Regions from separate parts of the Rattus norvegicus genome. Here region 2 is linked to region 1. Evidence: chromatin contacts called from public Hi-C data. All regions are on one chromosome and are shown on one strand. The core of a region is the stretch at or near the end of the contact, and the rest is flanking DNA. Distances in the headings are between cores, read along the strand shown. Region 1 holds the start of Magohb (mago homolog B, exon junction complex subunit). Region 2 has its middle 27 kb from the start of Lpal2.

Evidence for each region. A called contact is a pair of places that touch in the nucleus more often than the background predicts.
Region 2: a contact with region 1 is called in a Hi-C map of Schwann cells, with 2.2 times the contacts expected there. The contact joins the enhancer-like site here to the promoter of Magohb in region 1. A contact is called at or near these places in 3 of 12 Hi-C or Micro-C datasets (the A7r5 cell line, Schwann cells and frontal cortex).

Annotation. Positions count from the first base shown.
Region 1 is chr4:166,771,701-166,775,676 of GRCr8, forward strand. Magohb (mago homolog B, exon junction complex subunit) reads right to left here and starts at 1,640. Exons shown (of 5, transcript NM_001191105.1): 1 at 1,547-1,640. The coding sequence starts at 1,640.
Region 2 is chr4:166,909,968-166,913,943 of GRCr8, forward strand. No RefSeq gene overlaps it. Among named protein-coding and RNA genes, the nearest start is that of Lpal2, 27 kb to the right of the region's middle. Within about 2 kb of position 2,309, at least 35 of the 93 cell types and tissues checked have an H3K27ac peak or open chromatin away from gene starts, as enhancers often do. A contact at or near this core is called in the A7r5 cell line and Schwann cells, where this site is marked.

The DNA of each region.
Region 1 (3,976 bases), core at 390-2,889:
AGTATCTCATCTTCTAGAGGAAGGTTCTTTTTTGTAGGGGGAATCTTTGTGTTCGGGGGACAGGGTTTCTCTGTGTAGCTCTGGCTTTTCTGAAACTCCATCTGCCTGACTCTGCCTCCAGAATGCTAGGATTAAAGACTCAGGCAAAGCCTTTTTTGTTGTTGTTGTTTGGTTGGTTTTTTTTGTTTGTTTGTTTGTTTGTTTTTGTTTTTCAAGGTCTGATCATTTATTTCTTACTCTTAAACACTTATTGTTTACTGGACTAATACTCAAAATTAGAAGCTCCCATTGAGGACAGCCTACGTCTCTTAGAAATCTGTTCCAAGTATTTTTCTCTAGCTTCATTCTCTAGGTCAAAAGTTTAGCTCATTCTGTAGCTACTTTATTTTTCTTAGTGCATTGTTTCTTCAGAACAATACACTGGAGTTGGTGGTGTTCCAGGACATATGAAGTAACTAGATGTTTGGGTCTTGCGTGCTTTCTTCCTGGATTTCTTACAGTCTTTGTTCAAGGGCTTTTCAACGGTGCACGAGCAGACATCATCTTCTTTAGAGACACTGAAACACTTTAGGATTCTGCTAGCTCTTTGAGACCCAAGTACAGAGGGACAGGGGCTCAGTTCAGCAATATCATTTTTGTTTTTTAACAATAACCGGTGTACTCTGCACTGGGTCAAGAAGCCTTGCTTCATGGTAAAACCGTTTGTCATTCTCAGTCCTTTTTGTGATTGGGACCACACAACCCATCCATCCACTCTTCACCCAGAGCATCAGTAGCTACCTCTGTGGCCATTTGCTTCTCCGAGAAAGTACAAAGTTTGTATTCACTGTCCACCTGAAAGTGTTCTGACAGCTGGTGGCTAGGAAGGAGATATTCAGACTCATCTACACAGAGCTGACCAACTATCTAGAAGGCAGCACAAAAAGAGCTTCTGGGAGCATTCATTGACTCCCTTACCTTTGTCCATCATCCACTGGTGAAGAATTGTCTTTCAAACCTGACACATATCACACTCCCGTGTTCAGACACGGGGTTCCTCCCCTACAAAGCAGTCTTAACACAGATAGTGAATGAATGAGTAGGCCAAAAAGGCCACCTAAAGATTACAAGCATCCGCTAGAGTATGTGTCTTTTGATAATTCTGTTAACACTCCCGAAGCACAGGTTCTCTGCTCTTAAGTTTCCGATTCCTGTGTGTTCAATTTTTCTGACAGTGGCAAGATCCGCTTTTCTGAATTACTTTACAGCATTTTTTTTTCTCTTACAAGCACTGCGCAGGCGTGCTACACAAGCAAACTCTTCCAACATTGGTATGAAACCCTCCAAACCGGTTCTTCTGGAGTCTGGAGCGTTGTAACATGCCTGCCATCCCACTATCCCGAAGGCTGAAGCAAGAGAATCGTGAGTTCGAGGTCAGCCTGCACTACACAAGACCCTGACTCAAAACTAACAAGTACATTGAAATAAGAAAGGGAAAAAAAAAAAAAAAAACAGAAACCCATTCCCTGGGCGGCTCGCCCTCCCTCGCAGCCTCTCCGCCGCTCACCGTCCGGCCGAAACTCGAACTCCAGAAACTCGTGCCCAAACTTGCCCTTGTGCCCGACGTAGTACCGCAGGTAGAAATCACTAGCCAAAGCCATTTTTGCCCTCGGTAAAGCCCGGTATACCGCCGGTCCAACGTGCCGCCGGCGCGGAGTAGTGACGTCGCAGGCGCGGGCAAAGAGCGTCAACGAGGGCGCGCTTACTCCGGTAGGGAACGAAAGCCGGGAGAACTGAAGACAAAGCGAGAGACCCTCAGTTCTGAAGGTTTGCGCTGGAGCCGCTTCACCACAATCTCAAGCGCTTTGTTTTCTTTTTTTTTTTTTTTAAGATTTTTTATATGCTTCGATATTTATTTTTTAACTCTGACGGTTTTATACACGTATATGATGAATTTTAGTCGCCCCCACCACGTTACCTTCCACCATCCCTTCTCCTGCAGAACCGCTTTTACCAATAAGCCCTCCTGTGCTTTTACATCTCCTGTATGTCTGTGTTGAGGGGAGAATCACCGAGTTTTATAAAGATTGCTTGCATGAGCGCGATGGTTGGTACAAAGTCGCAGATTTCATTGTGGCATTGTATATTGTTTTGATTGAACCTCACTCCATACACCTCTCCCTCATATACTGTCTCCAATTCTTCTGTCCCAGTTATTCCCGCTGCACTTTCTTGTTAAATGCATCCTGTTACTCTTCCCACTCCATTTCTTTAACCAACCCGCAGTATCCTCTCAGGTTTAATAACCTATACTCACAAGCACATAAATACACGCATACAAAAGCTAAGATCCCTATACAAGATTTGCATTAATACTTCACGGTTACCTCACTTAACTATAATAATTGACAGATTTGTCCATTTTCCTGCATATTTCACAGTATTTTAGAAAAGAACAAATAGCTTGGGGTTTTCTTTGTTTGCTTCTAGTTATTTAAATGGGCTTGGGAGGAACATATGCAAACCATTTTTACTTTCTGGTTGCCCTATGGTATGGGTGTGTATTTTTCTGAGTTTTGAACTAAGGTTTACAAGCTGTACTTAGGGTGGGTATCTCTGATCTCCAAGCACATTGTAAAGTTGGGTGTGGCTCCACTTCCTGTAACTGGTGAAGTGAGTAAAGATACATTTCAGTGGCAACTGGATCACAATCTACCAGAGTCTCTTTGGATAATGCTTCACAGTATCCAGTGGCTAACAGCCTTGACTAAGACACAAAGTAAAATGTATCTCTCTGGTGGGGGGTTGATGTTCAAATAGCACATGAAACTGAAGAGTCCAGACAGTTATAAGAGTTTTTCATAGTGTAATACAACTTGTGAATCGGTAAGGATTAATAGTTTGTACCCTAGGTATTTGCAGGGATAGTTTAAGTTGGAGAAGTACGGAACATTCCAGTGTGGAATGGTCTTGGAGAGCACAAAAATGACAGTGAACTTGCACCCAGTGTCCACTCTTAAAGTCCTGGTTACCTTTCTGTTAGCACCACTGAGTAATCCTATTGGTGACTGATGGCCTTCTGTACTAATCCTAAGAAAAGGAGTTCAGTCTCAGTACTGTTCCCACCAAACCTTGGACAAGTCATTATCTCTGAACCTGTTTGATCATTAACTAACTAGACACAAGCGACCAACCGCCAAACACAGAACTCAGAAGATCAAATAACATGTGTGTGATATGCTTTGAAATCTAGGCGACATGGGTTTTAACGAGCCTTTCCTATGTGCCAGAGCAGATGGAAATTAGTAATAAAGCAATCACGACATTTACACCTTCGGAATAAAAGGAAAGCAAACATGTGAGGCAAAGGACAGCAAAGGGAAGCAATCAGTAAAAAGAATATATGCAATGGCCCAGCTCTGTATGAAAATGGCAAGTAGTTTTACTGGGGGTGGAGTTAGAAGATTATAAGCAAGGGGGGGGATTAAAGAGGACATAAAAATTGCTATTTGAGTTGACTTTTTTGATAAGTGCATTCTGTGACTGTCTAGCAGTATAGACAAGCATTTCAGACAAAGGATGCCACAAAGGAAAGCAGAGTGGTATGAATGTTTGTATTTGGAGAAAGCAAAAATAAACATTAAAAAAAAACTCACAATATCTGCACCTGAAATCAATAATTATACAGGGTTTGGGAAAGTGGAGTAACTGTCAAGGCACGTTGGAGCAGGTTCTCTTTCCTTTATGTAATTGTTAAATTTACTCCTGTAGCAGGGTGATAGGCTGCTACTTAGGAAAACACATTAGAAACCTGAATCACGACAACATACCAGAAGGATACCCAACCCTTCCAATTTGCCCAGGTTTGAGGAGTTTTTTCGGATGGGAAACTTCCAGTTTTAAAACCTAGAAGCCCCTGACTTATTACAAGAATAATTCACAGAAACTTGAGCAAAGTGTTGCATAGCATCTGTGAAAATATCAGCTAAAACCCCTT
Region 2 (3,976 bases), core at 1,059-3,558, 140 kb after region 1:
TGTTTTCTTTTTTTTTAATGTGGGTGCTAGAAGTTAATCTCATGTACTTAAGAGTGCCTACAAAGCACTTTACCACTGACTGAGCCATCTCTCTGATCCCCTAAACCATTTTTTAAAAGTTTTCCCCCTTTTTATCCAGCCTAACATTTTCATAGGGTATTTGTGTCTCAGAATCTCCTTCATTGATAATTACTACTCCCATTCATGTTTAATTATACTACAGTTGTTAAGATTGTGAATAAAGGAACCAAAGACATGGGTCTGTCTCTTCAAGTCACTAGAGGTAAAGATGTGTGAGAGGGAAAAGAGCCAGTCCCTCCAAAGAAGCAATACCTTGTATATGCCAAGAAAGGCATGGAGAGGGGATCACAGAGGAACAAAATATAGATTAAGAATCCCTTATCCCAAATGCTTGAGACTAGGAGTAGTTCATGCTTTTAAATTTTTTTCTTATAGAATATTCACACATACATAAAAAGAGGCCCAGTAAGGGAAGAGATCTAAGTCTAAACATGAAATTCATTTCTGTTTCACACACACATTACACACATTGCCTGGAGGTAATTATATACTATATTTTTATTGCATCTATGTTTTGAGTGTGACTCACCCCATGAGGTCAGGTGTGGAATATTCCACTCGTGGTGTCATGCTCGTGGTGTCATGGTGGTAAAGCTTTGACTTTAGAGCATTTCACATTTCAGGCGTTTTACTTTTTGGAAGGGGATTGGGTTTCACTCTGCAGTGCAGGCTGATCTTGAACACACTGATATCTTCCTGTTTCAGTCTTTGGAGTGCTGGAACTAGAAGCATGAACTGTCACTTCTGGTTGTGTGTAATCTTGTTGGATCATGAGGTCCGTGTTCTAGTTTCATTTCTGCTGCTGCGATAAGACATTTGATAAAAGGACGCGGAGAAAAGGAAGGAGTTTATTTCTACTCACAGTTGCAGGATATAGTCCATCAATGCAAGGAATTCACAGTGCTGCAAGTTTTGAAATAGCTAGGCACATCCACAGTTTAAAAACAGAGAAAACAAATGCACCCACACTTGCAGCTTAGCTTCCTTTCTGATCCTATACAGTTTAGGAATCAAACCTGGAGGATGGGGGCTGGAGAGATGGCTCAGTAGTTAAGAGCACTAGCTGCTCTTCCAGAGGTCCTGAGTTCAATTCCCAGCAACCACATGGTGGCTCACAGCCATCTGTAATGGGATCTGATGCCCTCTTCTGGTGTGTCTGAAGACAGTGACAGTGTATTCATGTACATAAAATAAATAAATCTTAAAAAAAAAAAACCCTACAGAATGGTGTGACTAACTTTTTAGACTTGGTCTTCCTACATCAATTAACATAACCATGACAATTCCCTAAGGACTAGCCACAGGCCCACCTGATCTAGACTATCCTTCACTTCCCTACCCAGCTAACTCTAGGCTGTGTCCAGGTAACAGTTAAAATGAGCCATTGCATCCTGTATGACAGATTACAATGATTCCAGGTGCTTTTCTGATATTTTATTTCAATCTTTTTGTATCAAAGAAGTCTTTTAACCTTGGATACTTTGAAACCCTATAGTTACTTTAAATGCTATCTTTCTTCTTTTAACTCACTTTGGATGGCATTCTGTTGTTTCTCCATTAAGATAAGAACCAGTGTGTATGTGTGTGTGGGGAGGACTTTATTTATTTCCTCGTGCCAAGGGTTAAACCTAGAGATCGATACCCGTTAGAAAAGTGTTCTGTTATTGAGCCACACTCCCAGCTCCTCATGGGCTGTTTAAGCTGCAAGATGCAGATGTGAGTGACCCTGATATAAAACCCAAAGTGGGCATTGCTAGAACTGTGGTGTTTTGTAGTGACTAGAACATGATTTATATTAGCCTGCGCTAAAAATGAGTCAGCTTGATGACACATCCTCTCTTTTATAAAGAAAACAGTAAAAACATTATTTCCTGTACCAGTGAGCATGGTGAGGAAGGAAGGGCCCTTGGGGTTAGTTCTTTTCAGAGGTGTCAGCTTGCTGTAGGTTAAGGATCCTAGGCATTTGGCTAAAGATGGAATTCTACCTCCATGGCTTACTTTCAATAACTTGGTATTTTAGTAGCTTATCTTCCCCCTCCAGTCTGTCACTTGTCTTTCTTTCGAATCAGTATGAGAATTGTAAAGCCTGCTTTGTGTGGCAAAAGGCCTAGATCATAGCTGGACCTCTCCTGGGAGTCATTGCTCCCACTCTCAGGCTTTGTGTGTGGCCTTTGTTCTACCAGCTCCAGCAGCCTGGTGACTTCATAAAAACAGGGAAGGGAGAACTGTAAACATTAGCTTCTGAAGAATACGTTTTCTGAGACTCTTAACTCTCCAGTTACTTTGATTCAGTGTTATTGCCACCCTGTGGATTTCTTCGGTAATGAAACTAAGGCTGAGAAATCAAAAGGGGAATGAAGCCAAGCAAAGTGCATTCCAGTCTTTATGAGTCTCCTCCTTTAGTGCTGGGAGAGTGAACCCAAGTTGCTTTGGTTTGTAAAGTTGAATTTGTGGCCTGAGCTTGAATGAAATCATTACTTAATACACTTTCATCTGGAAGCCCCCTTCCTCTTCAATTTCACATATAAAAATCAAGTTCTAAGTAAATTGAATTTCAAGGCTGGACAATAATGTATCTAGGAAGAGAATCTAAGATCTTCTGATGTCTCATCAAATATTGTTCTCCCTAACAGGGTTGGCTAATACATACTATTCCCACAAGGAGTTGCTTATTTTCTCAATACTATCTCAAACAATCATTACTTGGTCATTTAGGAATCTACCTTATAGCACTGTATCTAGTGTGGTTCTGCCCTTTTATGGTTGATTTCCTTGGACTTGTTGTTCTTCACCCTTTAGAAGCATTTTCTGCCAGGTACCTTGGCTTTTTTGGAACGAACCCAGAGCCTTGCGCTTGCAAGGCAACTGCTCTACCACTGAGCTAAATCCCCAGTTGCTCTCTTTATAAGAATGTGCTGCCCAAGGTCACACTCCTAGGACCAGACCTCATTTACTCAAACCTCCGTGAGAACTTCCTGTTTCTGCCTCCTACTTCCAGAACACTCCTGAACGTCAGAGAAGCTCTGTACACGTTATTTCCTCTATGTTCCACTAAGCCCTGTCTGCTTTTGAGCCCGTGGGCTGTAATGGTTCATTTTCCTTTTTTGAGGCATTAAGGAGTTCTTTTAGCATTTTACTAGTTCTTTAGCTCAGCGATCGAATCAGAAAAGCGCTCTGTCTAATCGTATGTTGAAGAGCACTTGGATTGCCAGCATATACTCAATTACTGTGCATTTAATAATCCACTGTGGGTATCCCTGAGTACCCTTTTCACTTTCAAGCACTTTTCTTTCTTTTATCAAGGTGGTTGAGATGCAGAGAAGAGGGCAGATTAATTTTAGAATATTTAAATCTTATGGAAAAAGTCTTACGATTTATGACTGGATAGAACAATCTAGAGAGAATTGACAGTTTAGAATAATCTTCTCAGCCTTAAACTTGAATTATTGCTCTTTGTTGTGCCTCCATTAACTCTCAAAAATCTTCTGATTTTCTTTTAAAGATCTGACATTGAGGTTTTGTGAAAAGGTTTTTCAAAAACTCCTATTTTCTACTAGTCACTGCTGTTTAAACAGCAAGTACTTACATGGATGGTACTTATTTTAAATCCTTTAGTCGACTTTTACCTGGTGGACTTATTATTGTCACTTGATTTTGCTTGAATTCTTGAAGACAGTTATAATGATTGACCCCCACCCCCCATTGGAATTTATGCTTTCTGTGTACTTTCCCATTTTTTTCTTTTCTACTTGTGTTTTTTAGTAAAGTCATTTTCCCGTGTAGGCTTTGTTTTCTTTGACTTACTATGAGTGAGTGTGTGAATGTGAGTGTGTGTGCGTGACTGTATGTGTACGTCTGTCTGTCTGTCTGTCTGTCTGTCTGTCTCTCTGTGTGT